Regions from separate parts of the Sus scrofa genome. Here region 1 is linked to region 2. The links are chromatin contacts, called in public Hi-C maps. All regions are on one chromosome and are shown on one strand. Each heading gives the region's core, a stretch centred on a gene start, on an enhancer-like site or on the middle of the called end of the contact. The rest is flanking DNA. Distances are from core to core; before and after follow the strand shown. Region 1 holds the start of HYAL2 (hyaluronoglucosaminidase 2). Region 2 holds the start of GNAI2 (G protein subunit alpha i2).

The links. A called contact is a pair of places that touch in the nucleus more often than the background predicts.
Region 1: a Hi-C map of epiblast stem cells shows a contact between it and region 2, with 4 times the contacts expected there. The contact joins the promoter of HYAL2 here to the promoter of GNAI2 in region 2. A contact is called at or near these places in 7 of 47 Hi-C or Micro-C datasets (blood, embryonic fibroblasts, epiblast stem cells and 2 more) and 2 of 2 datasets of contacts at active chromatin or transcription factors (alveolar macrophages and skeletal muscle).

The regions. Positions count from the first base shown.
Region 1 is chr13:32,806,433-32,813,292 of Sscrofa11.1, forward strand. It overlaps HYAL2 (hyaluronoglucosaminidase 2), which reads right to left and starts at 1,439. Exons shown (of 3, transcript NM_214440.1): 1 at 506-1,439. The coding sequence starts at 1,435. TUSC2 (tumor suppressor candidate 2) reads right to left here. Exons shown (of 3, transcript XM_003132224.4): 3 at 5,756-6,860.
Region 2 is chr13:32,709,811-32,716,810 of Sscrofa11.1, forward strand. It overlaps GNAI2 (G protein subunit alpha i2), which reads left to right and starts at 3,063. Exons shown (of 8, transcript NM_001123116.1): 1 at 3,063-3,180. The coding sequence starts at 3,063.

The sequences.
Region 1 (6,860 bases), core at 189-2,688, 95 kb after region 2:
GGAAGGAGATGGTCACTGGGGAAGACCGAGACTGCCGGGTGAGGACAGACAGGGTGGGCAGGCCCTAGCCTGTTCTGAACTGCTGATGACCCCCGGCCCAGGCCTCCCCTTCTCACCCTTAGGCAGAGGCTCTGTTTCACTTTCTCCTTTACCATTTAAACCATTTCCACCCCCCACTGTTCGCTTCCAATTCTCAAGCCAATTCTCAGGTCCACGTGAGCCTAGGGTGTCAATCACGATGGACTCTGAGGTCAAAATGCTCTGCTCAAGTCCCTGCTCTGCCCTGAACTTTCTGGGGAACTCTGGGCAAATTTCTCAGTACTTCTGGGCCTCAATTTTCTTATCGGCAAAATAGAGATAATGATGCCACCCTTTCATAGGCGTACAGAGAGAATGTGGTGAGAGGATGTAGCGCAGCCAATAAACTTGGGGGTAGGAGGCCTCCTGGTAAGCCAAACCTACAGTGGTTTCCCAAGGAAGAAGACAGGCCCAGGGAGGCACATACCTCGCTAAGCCCTGTGAGGCCGCGGCTATAGGTGGGCCTCGTGAAGACGTAGACCGGGAGTGCATGGTTGGCATGGTGGGTGTGAGCCACACGAAGGGCCTCCTGAACACGGAAGCTGACAAAATTGCGGCCATGAGTGGAAGAAGCGAGTGTCTCTTCCAGGTAGACAGAGGGGAAGAGCGCCGTGCTCTCAGCCCACAGCCAGGCCAGCTGGTCGTTTCGGGAAACCTCAACATCAGGGCAGCGGCCGGTATAGGTCTCCCAGTTCTGCACATAATCATGGTTATAACAGTCGGGGAAGAGGTAGAAGCCCCACAGATGCTGAGGCCGAAACGCCTTGACAAATCGCAGTGTCTCCAGCATGAACTGCCGGGCAGCAAACTCAAATTCATACTGCGCCTGCTTGACTACACGATCTGGTGGCCAGTCAGGGTGACGACTGGCCACCAGCTGGCGTGATAATCGGCGGTACACGTCCTTGTCCTGCCAGTTGCGCACCCACACTGGCCGCCAGTCCTCCCAGTCAATGACTGCCAGCCCTGCAGGTTCCTGTGTACGAATGTAGTGTTCCACATGTCCCTTGAGCATCTTCAGATGTACCCAGAGACTGCCATTCTGTGGCACGCCGCCATGCACAGACCTCCCCACTGAATCAAAGTGTGGATACATGCCCAGCCGGTCACGGTAAAAGATGGTGATATTCTGGTTCACGAAACCCTCATTAGGTGAGGCCTGCACATCGAAAGCCTTCATGTCCTTTGGGTCCAGTGGCACCTTGTGGCGTGGGCCACAGTCTTGTGTGGGCACGTCCCATGCTACCACAAAGGGCCGGCCGGTGAAGATAGGTGGTGCTGTGGGCTTGAGCTCCGTGGCCCATGCCACCGCCAACACCAGAGCCAGTGTGACGGTGGGGCCCAGGCCTGCCCACATGCTGGGGGCTGCAGGAAGACAGTGTTACCTGCCTGGCACCAGCTCAGGAACTGGGGAAGGATAAGAGAGAACAAGTCAATCTAGACAATCTTGGAGGTGCCCACCCCAAGCACATCAATAGTCCCAAAGCCCACGCTGTGTAGGGCACTGTACCCAGGGTTGTTCAGACCCTGTTAATGGCTACAACAGGTCAGGTCTGAGAGACCACAGGCCACTGAAGGGCAGGCAAGGCACCCTGGGATCTCGCTGCCAGGAGCATAGGGCTCCTTCCTGGAGCAGGTAGCCTTCGGCTAGGTCTGTAACTGCTCTTTGAATTGCAAAACTGAGCTATGGACTCACTGCTGAGACCCACACATGACTCAATACCACCCGAGACATGGTTTCCCCAAACCCAAGGCCTACCCTGTACCCTGATAAGAACTCTTGGTCCTGAGAAATCAGCATCTGGGTAAGGCAGAGCACAGCTCAAGCAGCAGCTAGGAAGCTGGAACGCAGCCTCGGAGCGGGTTATCTTTTTTAGCACCGCCCAGCAGGAGTGAGGCTATCGGACTTTGTCTCGGCGAAGACACTCTCCCAAGCTTGGTGGAGGCCCCGCAGGGACAAAGGGGCGGCGGATCTCTCAGAGTGGCGCCCGGCAGACCGGCTTTTCTCTCTCTACAGCCAAGAAGAATGCGCGCGCCCGCACTCCAGGCGGGTCTGGGGCAAAGCCCACTCCACCTGGCCTTTGTCCGGGACCCCGCCCCCGCCCCGCACGTGGGGCCTGAACTCCGCCGGGTAGGGGGTAGGGCCCCTGGGCCTCCTCCCTGGGGGTTCAGAACCGAGACCGCGGAGAGAGAGCCGCCAGGCATGCACTGCCCTCCCTCACCTTGCGCAGGCCGCCACCGGGACCTGCGCCACGGCCATCGCTACCGCCATCCCCGCCCCAACCCGGCCCGCTCCGGCCGAACGACCAGGCACGGCCCCGGCCCCGGCCCGGCGCCCCTGCTGGCTCCGCCCCCCCAGCCCGCGGGCCCTTTAAGAATCCGGCGCGGAGGCGGACCCAGAGCAGGACTTGCGGCCGGGGAGGGAAGGTGTTTCTGACTTTCGCGCCGCCAGTGCCGCGTTTTAGGCTTCACGGTCCCCAGACCCTCTGCCGAGAAATGTGGCCACCTGTATGGAACCGTGAGACCCCTCGGAACGGGGCTTTCTCTTGGAGTCTCAGCCTCGAGCGTTAGTCAGCCCCAAATTCCACCCCCGCAGCCGGCGGCCGGTGGTACAGTCCTCCCGGCTTCGCTACGCGGCCAGTCGCTTAAACGGACGGCTTAAAGGAACGGGATGGGGAGCTTGAATAAAGGAAATGTTGGTCCCTCGCCCGGCCATTAGGAGGTGCTGTGGGACCCCGAGGTCTTGGCTGAGGGCAGTAGTGAATCTGGCTCTGCACTCCTGAGTGCAACCTCCAGCCCAGGGGCCCCTTTGTAAAAGGGGGACAGTGACCCAAGCCTATCTCCAACCTCCTAAGACAGTTTAATGCCCAGCCCCCTCCGGATCAGAGTTCCCTTCCCGCGTCCCTAGTCTAAAGGGAAGCCCCGCCCCCTGCCAGACTCGGGTAGGAGGCCGAGTATCTGCGTCTTAGCCCTTCGAGGGCTGGGTGGTTGCAGTGGTAGTGCTAGCAACACGGGCTGGGGGTCGCAGCTAGGCCTGCCCTGCTCCGGGCAATTATGCCCCAGGGGTTAGGGCGTCCCCTTGCCCCTGACCTGCACCACGGACAGGCTAATCCTTGTTTCGTCTCCGGGGTCCTGTGGGAGGCCGCAAGGCTTCCTTTCAACCCTGAGGGAGCGCCACCCTTGCTAAAGTTCCTGGCCAGACGGCAGAGAAAGCCGGACCCGGCCAGAGGGGTTCCCCTGGTCCTCCCGCTGTACTGAATTCTTTTGCCCTCAAGCCCCTCCCTCTGGGGGAACAGGCTTCGGGCTGGAACAGTGCAAGGATTTCTTGCCGCTTCCTCAGCTCCTCCAAAGGGCCGGATCTGCACTCCCAACCCATTCCACTCCGAGCGCCTGGGAATAGAGGGAGAGAGCGCTCCTGTGAGCGCATGTACCGTGGTACAGAGCTGTTGTCTGCGTTGGGCTCACCTGTGTAGGAGTCCGTCGGCCCAGTAAGTCCGCTGCCTCCCTCCTTCTGGGGTAAGCCTCTCCAGCCAAGCTACTCACACCAGCTCCTGCCCTCTGGGCAGCGGCCGGCCGACTTGATAAACCCCATCCCTCCCACCCACTCCCGCCTCCCACCACAGCCCTTTCTCCTCACTTCCTGCTGCCCCTCTGAGAGGAAAAGGCCAGGAACATGCGTGGGGGAGGGGACCGCCTTGACCCTGTTTCCCTTGGGCATGCCCAGCTGGCTGGCTGTCTGCCCCACCCTTCCCTAGTAGGCCATGGCCTGGCAAACTGCACCAGGTGACAGGAAGGCTAGGGGGCAAAGTCAGGTGCCAGTCTCCCACATGCCGGCATCTTCCTTAACACTGAAAATTATTCTGCCCTATCTACCCTTAGGGTTGAGGCCCATTCTCAAATCCAGCAGTTTGTGAGTGGAGGGGCCCTGGTGCTCACGCTTTGGGAGTCAAACTACTTGGGGGATGTTTGGCAGATGGTCCCCCAGAAGCAAGTGGTAAAGAAGGGAACCAACCCTGGGGCAGGGAACTTACAGGAGCTGAGTCAATTTTTTTCCACTGAGAACGGAAGCATCCCAACTGTGACAGTGGACAATGTGTTGATGTGGGTGGCTGTGGGGTGGGGGAGGGCCTGGAAGGGTTCTGCAGGGTGCTCTCCTGCCAGAGGACATTTCTAGGTGGATTTCACTAAGATGCTGCAGAGAAGGGGGCTCCTTACAACACAGGTGAGAAAGGGGTGTATTCCTGTGGGAAGAGTATACACCTAATGTAGCTGGGTCCAAGGAGGGCTGCAGCAGGGTCCCAGCTGACCCCTCCAGAGGTGGACAAATCAACACCCTCAAATCACCCTATTGGCTCACCTCCTTGATGTCCAGGGCCTCTCTCCTAACAAAAGGCTGTTTAAGACTGAGTCTGGGGAAGGTGAGCACATATCCTAGTCTAATGCTGATAACCAAGAAGTCCAGGACATGGCATGGGAGGGTGGTGTCCCTGGACTATGCTGGCTCCACAAGGGACACAAGCCTTGGAAGCTCCAAAGGTGCGGGCCCCTGAGGAAACAAAGGCCAGACCAGACTGTCCCAGGGCAGGGACACTTCCTCAGGCAGCCAGCAGGAAGGAAGTGAGCACAGCCCAGTGGGAGGGAGTGGGGAAGCATAGCCATAACCCCCATTGTTTTCAGCTTTGGGGTCAGCCAAGGCAGGCCCAGTACAGGGAGTTCCCCACACTGGGACAGTGGTGATACGATGCCACTTGACATGGCAGAACTCTGGCCCTGGGGCAGTCAGTATGAGGGTCAGCGGAAGATCACAGGGCTTCATGACTGGCATCTTATTGGGAAAATGTCCAAAGAACTACAAGGCTAGGCTACACAGGGTGATCCTGCTCCAGACTGGACAAGTTTAAACCCCCCAAAGACAGGCAGGTCAACTCTACAGACCCAGCAGCCCATGTCTCTGAACTCCCTCCTCCCTGAGAGCTGGGTTGATGGTCAAGGGCTAGGCCTAGCAGAGAACCAGCCCCAACAGCAGGGCCTGAGAAGTGTAGGCCAAATGTCCACAGGGGGCAGGTTGCAGGTGAGAAGACTGGGCGGAAGGGACCAGAAGTATTGGGTGGCTGAACTTTGCCTGCTGGAATAGAAGTCCCAAGCCTACTCTCCAGGTAGTACTCACAGGCAGCCTTGGGAGAAGGCAAGAGGGTTTGGGCTGCAGAGCCTCACAGTAGGTCAAGAGCAGTGGCACCCACCTAGCTGCTGTCCACCTAAGGCTGGGCTTTGTAGGTCCAGGGGGCTCAGGCTCTGAGCACATTATGGGATTAGCTGACACTGCTGGGGGCAGAAAAACTGTTCCAGACCCCTCTGAAGTCACACTTTCACCTCAGGTATGCCAGATGGGTCAAATCCCAAGTGAAGCATCCCAGGGCCTTCCAATTCCAAGGGTCCCCACTTATTAACGCAGAGAGCAAGCTACTCTCCATCTTAAGGGGGCCTGCAGTAAGGGCTGTGTGAATACACTGCCATCTGCTGGTTGTGGCTGGGTTTGCAGCAGGCTAAGCTCAGGCTCACTCTGACCCTTGCTGGAGATGGAGGTGCCCAGAATCCTGGGCCCACACCTACCTACTAATAAGCCCAACTGGTGGTCTAGACACTATGTATCACAGCCTCAGAGGATGCCACTCTTGTATGCAGGGTCTACAAACAATTTTATTGAACAAACAACACAACAGCCTCCCTAGATTGAGGGCTACCCTCCCCAAGCCATTTCTCACACTCTTAAAGCACAGAGTTCGCACAGTAAGGATTTAAAAACAAAAAACAAAAAACAGTGATTTCTATGTAGAAATCAGACTCTGCTCCAACAATATCATGGACTAGACTATTTACAAGCTTTCACATTTTAAGTATTCCTTTTATGGTTCTCTCCTTTCTGTCCCTATCCAGGGGTTCCAGTACTTTCTCTTGACTGATCCTGAAGGGATGGGTATACTGTAGGGGAAGGGGAGGTGGGCTCCTCAGAGCTACTGGCACCAGCGCTCAGGTGCTGTCCCTTACACAGGGCGCTGGATGTGTAAGGGCAAGGGAGATTAGACAGAGTAGGTGGGATGGGGCAACTCCCCACAGGCACAGGCATCCAGAGCCCTTCCTGATCCCCATCCTATGCCCTCTCAATTGGTGGTGCAGTGTGTGTTGTGTGTGTGTGTGTGGGGGCACAACTAGTTGTAGTGGGGAGAGATCAACCTCACCTTGGGTCGAGGGAGACGCCTCCCACACCAGTCCTTATTCTTATTAACAGCCAGCAAACTGTCCATCCATTTGGGGGTGGGAACAGATGGGCAGGTAGGCAGGAAAGATCAGGCTTGCGCTGCCCTTAGCCTCTGTCCAACACAGGAGGAATCGAGGTAGCAAACGGCTGAAATGCTCCAACGAGAGGGTAAAGGAAGTGAGGGAAAGGAAGTTCCCACTTGTGTACAGCTCCCACAGCCCTGGGGCTGGAAGAAGGCAGACCTTGCTTGTAAAGTGCTGTAGCCTCTATCAGGGCTGGGCCCTAGGCAAGCGTGGAAGAAGGCAGGCCAGGCAAGGGCACAGGAACCTGGCCTTCCTGACCAGCATATGCCCTGCCATGCTCCTCGTAGGGATTGCTGGGAAAGGTGGGCTGCTAACTCCGCCATCAGCCCTCGCCAGCCATCAGCCACTTCTTGTCCATATACAAACCAACACCCAACCAACATTGTAGGACTGCCCTGCTCACAGCTGAAGGTTCCAGGCCAGTGGAGTTTATTCAGGGTTGT
Region 2 (7,000 bases), core at 1,813-4,312:
CCAAGTATTCACCTGCCACCCTCAAGGATTAAGCTGCAAGGGCTCAGGAGTCAGAGACCCGGGTTGGTGGGAGAGATTCAACAGCAGGATAGTGGGATCTGGCTGGCTAGGGCAAGCCCCAGGACAGTGGGAGTCAGAGATGCCAGCTCAGAGCCCGGGAATGAAAGATGGGGAGGAGGGATGAGTGGGGGAAGGAAATGGGGGGGAGGTATAAGAGGATGGGGAGGGCAAGGCAAGCCAGATGGCTGGAGTGCTGGTGTGTTGCAAGTGGAGGGAGATGAGGTGGGCCTTGGATGGGGACAGCAGCTATAGGGCCTGGCAGAAATGACTGTTATCACAGCTAACCCCTGCTAAGGGTGTTCCATGTACCATGCACATTCTGAACATCTACTTACATTTCTTCCCTTAGGCCTGGCCTCACCCAGTGCATTGGGTATCTCTTAATATTAGGTTCATTTTACAATTAAAAAAAACTGAGACATAAGGAATTTCTGATACTTGTCTCAAGTAATACATAGCCAGAAGTTGCAGACTGCTCCCCAGAGCCCTTGCTGTCAGCTGCCACTCTACCACCTCCTCCCCAACACAGTCCAATGCAGTGTTGTTTGTGGGCTTTATCTTCAGGGCCACAGAAGTTTTGTATGCAAGAGTGATGTGATTTCTTTCGTTAGGATCCCTTCGATTGCCATATAGAGCATAGATTGTAGGGAAAACAGGAGGGCCAGAGCGGAGGCTGGAGGCCTAAAATAAGGGACAGTGGGGACAGAGAATGGGGGTATGTTTGAGGGGGAACTGAGGAGGGAAAGAAACTGATGGGGTGTAGAGTTGGGTGGGAGGGTCATGGCTGTGGCTGGTGAGAGGCCCCAAAGTGGAAAGCCCAAGAACAGGGTGAATGTTCTTCACCCCAAAATGTCTGGGGGGGAGGCTTCAGGGCATCGGTGGACATGGAGCTTGTGATCAGGGGAGAAGTTGGGCTAGAGATGGCCCTGTGGGCCTCTGAGCCCCCAGAGCCTCCAGTATGTGACTGGAGGAGCAAACAGAGGCCATGCAGTAGCCCTGGGAACCCCCATGAAGACAGAGAGGGAGCAACTGGGAGTGCTGGAAGCAGGGGTTGCTGGACTCTGTAGAAAGAGCACTTAACTGGAAGGGAGTGGCTAACTGGTGGGAAGGGTGCAAATACCACAGAGCCTGGCTTGAGGCTGGAGGAAGCTCTGGGTGCTGCCCTGCCTTGCCTCCATTGATTGGGGTCTGAGTCTGCCCACCTCTGGTGAGCCTGGCCTCCAAGGGGCTGACAGGTTCTCCCTGTTGCCTGGCAACTGCAAGAGCGGTTGGCTGTTGCTAGGAGCAGGCTGGAGAGGCCCGAAGAGGGAGGATCGGGATCGGCTCTCAAGCAAGGGGTGGGGCTGGCGGGGGATGAGGCCCGCCTTGAAGCTGGGTTTGTAGTCTGTGTGGACCCGCTGTGTTCTTGGCTGTGTGCACCCGTTTTTACAGTGTGTTCTGTGAATCTGAAGCATTTTGGAGGCCGGGCATATGTATAGGTGTATAGAGCATATCTCTGGATGTCTGTGTCCCTGGGAGGGCATTGTGTATTTTCAACAGGTTTGCTGCATGCAGGGCCTGCCTGAGATTTGGCTCCAGACAGGAGGGAGCCCTGGGGAGACCAATGGAAGGCTTGGAGGACAATGGCTGCTCAAGGAGGGAGCAGATGAGATACGGACACACACACACACACACACACAAGGGAGCTGAAGCAAGGTGTGTGCCAACATGGTGAGGAGGAAGTCTATGCTGAAAAAGACTGTGGGTGGCCAAGCATTGATGACCAAATATTGGTGGCCAGTTCCCTTCCTGGCTTTGTGAACCTTCCTTGTCTTTGAACTGGGGCCTCGTTGCATCAGGTGACATCTCTCCCTATCTTTTTCCCTCTCTCTCTCCTCTTTGGGTCATGCTTGCTGGGTCCCAGGTTGGAGTCCCAGGATGGCTACCTGCAGGAGAATACCTCCCAGAAAATCAGAAAAGGATGGATGTCTTGGATGATTAGAGAAGTTATCCCAGTTGAATGAGATAGTCTGGGCAAAGGTGGCATTAGACCTTTTTCTCTTTCTTCTTTTTCTTTTTCTGTCTTTTTAGGGCCGCACCTGGTGCATATACAGGTTCCCAGGCTAGGGGTTAAATTGGAGCTGCAGCTGCCCGCCTACGCCACAGCCACAGCAATGCCGGATCCGAGCCGCATCTGCAACCAACACCACAGCTCACAGCAACGCAGGATCCTTAACACACTGAGCGAGGCTAGGGATCGAACCTGCGTCCTCGTGGGTACAAATCAGATTCCTTTCCGCTGAGCCACGACAGGAACTCCTCTCTGTCTCTATCTCTCTTTTTTTAACTGCAGCTTTGAGAGAGAAGGGGCCAAACCCACTTTAAGACGAAGAAAAGCGGCAGTCCAGAGAGCCTCCGGGGCGCTGTAGATCCCAAAACAAGTTTATTGGGTTCATTAACTTTAACAAATGACGAAGACACGCCTCCTCTACTCATCTCGCTCGACTCTCAGAAGCTTGGAGGGCTGGTTCCTGCTTGGCCCGCGAGGTGCACCGGATCCTCATCCTCGGGCTACGAGATCCGCCCGCCCCCGCCGTCGGGCAGCGGAGCTCCAGGCGCTCCGCACCCAATCGGAGCCCGGCCCCGCCTGCGATCAAAGCTTCTGTGCTAGGCTCTACCCCTACAGCTATCCCTTGGCGTGGCTCCGCCTTCAGCCCGCACCGAGTTTGGGCTGCGCCTAACTTCTCCCTCGAGCCAATCACTGACCCCGGGTCTCCTGTGGCCCCGCCTCCGGGCCCGCCCCGGCCCAGTCCTCGGCCAGACTAGCTCGGGCCCCACCCCCGGCCCGCCCTGCCGTCGGTGCGCGGCGGCCTGGAAGGCACCGCCTGCAGACGCTCGGAACTGCGGACCCGAGAGCTACCCGTAGAGGGCCGGCGGCGGCGGGAGCCGAGTGGGTCGGGCGGGGCCGAGCCGGGCCGGGGCCGTGTGGTGGCCGGGCAGCGGCCGGGCCGGCGGACGGCGGGATGGGCTGCACCGTGAGCGCTGAGGACAAGGCGGCGGCCGAGCGCTCCAAAATGATCGACAAGAACCTGCGGGAAGACGGCGAGAAGGCGGCGCGGGAGGTGAAGTTGCTGCTCTTGGGTGAGGCCGCGTCCTGCGCTGGGACCCCTGATTCCCTACCCAAATTCCCTACTTTGACCTGCGGACTAGTGTTTCGAACTCCCACACTCGGCCTGGACTTAACCCCGTAGACCCGCCTGGCAAGGACATACAAATAAATAATGGATCAAAACTCAGGGTTGGCCTAGACCTCTCAGATCCAGAGCCCAGACTCTAGATCAGACTCAACTCATCCCAAACCCCGGGCCCCCAAACCCAGACACTGGTGCCTCAACATCCGCTGCCCAGAATTCTGTCTGACCATCCACCCTTACTGACCAGCCTCATAGACCTTCGGAGCCTCTGCCTTGTCTTTACATCCTTACCTAGACTTTACCCAAACCCCCAGAATCCCATTCAGACCCCATCCTCAGGCACCACCTGTTCCCTCACTAGCTCCCCCTCTTCCTATTGGGCATGAGTATCTCCAGGGGCCCCTCCCAGGCCCCCACTCACTCCCTCCTTTACCCTCTGTGCCTCATCTTCATTCTAGACCCTATATCCTCCACCTGTGCACCTTGACCCCAAGAGACCTCTCAAGTGGGATTTTGGTTTGAACTTATCAAATGAGATGATTACTTAATAAGCTCTCCCTCCAGCCTTTAGAGACCCCCCCCTGCTCCCTGCTCTGCCTCTGCCTCACCGACTCCCTCTCTGCATGCATCTCACCTCAGATCCTCTGCTCCCCAGCTCTTAAGTCCTCTCTCACACTCTGGTCTTTTCTAGATTCCCCCACTCTTCCTGCACCAGGTAGGCTGAGCTGGGAAGACAGGCCCCAGACACCTAGGGGGCTGGACTGAGGCTCCACTTGGTCACATCCGGGAGGGGACCAGGCCTCAAGCTTCCCAGAGAGTTCTGCGGGCTGTCTATCTGCTTCCTAGTTTCTAAGCCCTGTCTGGGCCGGTGGGTGGGGGGAGGGGGTGTCTGGGAGTAGGAAGGAGTGTGGAGGAGTTCGGGTTGCGTGGCCTCCAAGGCCAGGGAAGATGGTGGCTGCTTGAGGGGTGGGGGGAAGTGGAAGTGGTGAGACAGCCGACATATTGCTGCCCCCGGCGGGCAGGCCAAGGAGATCTGCTGACGGGTGTGGGCCTCCCACACCCCTTCTGGGCCCAGCGGCCTGGGACATGGCCTCTGGGAGTAGGTGGGCTTGTCGGATCTTGCCCTGCGAGGGAGGGAGTGGTGGACCAGCTGGTTGAATAGTTGGGGGCCCTCTAGGGTGGGCATCTGAAGTGGACTTGTGCAAAGACTGTGGGTCTGGTAGTGGTCCCTGTCCAGCCTCCCACTGCGAGCAGGTGTGGTGCCCAGTGGCAGCCTGATTTAGAGGGATTTCAAGGGGGAGAGGGGAGGGAGACCCTCCTGGCATCGTTGGAGGCTGGACTGTATATGTGGGGGGGTGTGGCCCCTCATCCCCAGAGCTGTCTTGGGGTCCCCAGGCTGTGAAAAGTGGGGCTTTTCACGCCGGGCGTATGGCTGAGAGACAGGATGTCTTCCATCCTGGGCTCATCTGTTGACTGTCCCTGGGGGCCCGGCCTCAGGGGCACAGCCCCGGAGATTTCAAAATGGCATCCGCTCAGCCGCCGCCGCTGCGGGGAGGAAGAGAAGGGGCGGGAAGGGGCGGCGGCCCAGCCTCCTGGGCTGTTTTGCGTTGGGCGCTTGCCTCTTCCTGTCTCTGCTGCGAGTGCGGCAGCGGCAGTGAGTGGCAGTGAGTGGGTGTCACCGCGGTGGAATGCCCATCTCTGCTGCCCGTTGGGCCTGGGGATGGTGCTTCCGGTACTGCTGCCTCCCAGTGCCCGGCCGGGGGCCTCTAGCCAGCCCCTTCCAGGCCGATGGCAGTTATGGTGGCTCCTGAGGAGACCTGAAATTGGGCCATGGAGCTGGGGCACACAGAGCCTCTGGCCTGTTCCGCGTCTTGACCCTATCCCACCAGTCTTGCTCCTTGAACCCCAGCTCCTGTTTTGGGCCTGGAGACCCCTCCCATACTGGGCTGGCAGCAACCAGGGGTGCTCAGCATTTTCTAGGCTGGGGAGTCCATCTCAGCATCCTGGCCCTCTGGCCTTCTCTTCCTTTGTGAAATGGGCTTCCTGGGTTTGGGCCAGAGGAGTGCTGTGTCCAGGATGGGGAAAACAGGGCCCTCGTGGAGTGGGGGTTGGGGGCTAAGATCCTGCAGAGGATGCATCACCAAAGGGGCTGGAGAGGATGCACCACCAAAGGGGCTGGGCCACCAAACTTTGCCTGAAATTGAGGACCTGATCTGCCAGGGCTGCGTGGGGAAGGGTCCTGGCTGGCCATCCCTTTTCCATCCAGGCACAGGGAGGTGATGCAGTTGAGCCCAGCTGAGGCAGCTTCAGAGTGCTGGGCTCCTGTCCCACGTAGCGGGAAAGACTCTGTCCAGGCAACGGGACTCAGGCTGGGCAATTGCCAGCCTTCCCTCCCAGCCAGAACCACGCCTGCTGCCCCACCCGCATACTGGCTCCTTCCTGTCCTGGGTAGCCCTGCCAGCGAGCCGGCACAGTCACTGTCACCAGGGCAGAGGCAGATGTGGAGCACAGTGGCAAAAGAGTTTTTCCTGACAGCTTGGTAGGGGGAGCAGAGTTGCTGATATCAGTCCTACTTCAGAGATGCCCTCTCTCCCTCACCACCCAGTTCAGCTTGACTGATCACCTATCCCCGGGTATCCCCAACTATCCCCAGTGCCCTTGGGCTGGGCACTTAGGGGAAAGTTAGCCCATGTGTGTTTAGGGGGAGTCTCTGATTTGGGATGGGCCTGTGTGGGCAGCTTATAGAGAAAGGAGAGACAGTGTCCATCTTGGCTCCGGAAGGCTTCAGGATATAAATACAGCAGTTCTCTCTTGCCCCTGGGACTTTATATCTGTTCCCTCCACTGGATGTCCTTTTCCCGTTTTACTCCTACTTGATTGTTCTTTAAGACTCTGCTCAGGGATCACTTCCCAGGATCCTTCCTTGACAACTCCCCCTTTCCCAGGCTGGGGAACACCTCCTCTGTGACACCCCCCCTCCTATGCCCTACCCCCATCAGACCATGGTATTTGCCCTCATTACAGCTGGTCATAGCTGCGGTCCCCTGAAACAGGGCAGGGCTGTGTCCTGTTCATTTGCCAAGCCTTCTGGGCCAAGCATGGAGCCTGGTACCTACTGGGTGCTCCTTGTCTGTTTGTTGAATGCAAGAAGTGCTGCTTGTGTGAACTTGCTTTTGGGGATGGGTAGATGGAGGAGTAAGATGGCAGTCACCCATATCATGGGCAGGTGGCAAGAGCTCGGTGTAGAGCCAATGACCAGGATTGAGGGGGAGGCTGAGGGAAAAGTTCTTCAGGCTGTTTCATTTTGGTCTCATCACAGCCAACCCCTGTCCCACTCCATGAAGATCTCTTGCTGATGAAGAATCTGCAGGCTGTCACAGGGCACAGCACTCTGGAGGGACTCCAGCTGTTCAGATGGAAGAGTGGCTTTGCGTTCTTCCTTTCAGCGCAGGCTGCTTGGGGACTGTTGCAGACCTGCTCTCTCTGCTGCTCCAGTAAAGTCTTTCTCTCTCTTGGGGCTGGAGTTGCCCCCCTGCCATGGGGATCAGACCTGAGTAATGCTGCAGGCATTCTTGACCTGGCTAGGGCAGAGACTGCACACACAGGGGCGCAATTAGGTTTATCCAAAGAAAAGGGAGTTTTGTGACCTTTGTCCAGTCTGTGTGTCTCACAAGGAGCTGGGCACACTGTAGGTACCTGCTGAGTGTGATGGAAAGAATGAAACTGTGGAGCACATCTGTGAACAGGGATCAGTAATTCTGGGGCTG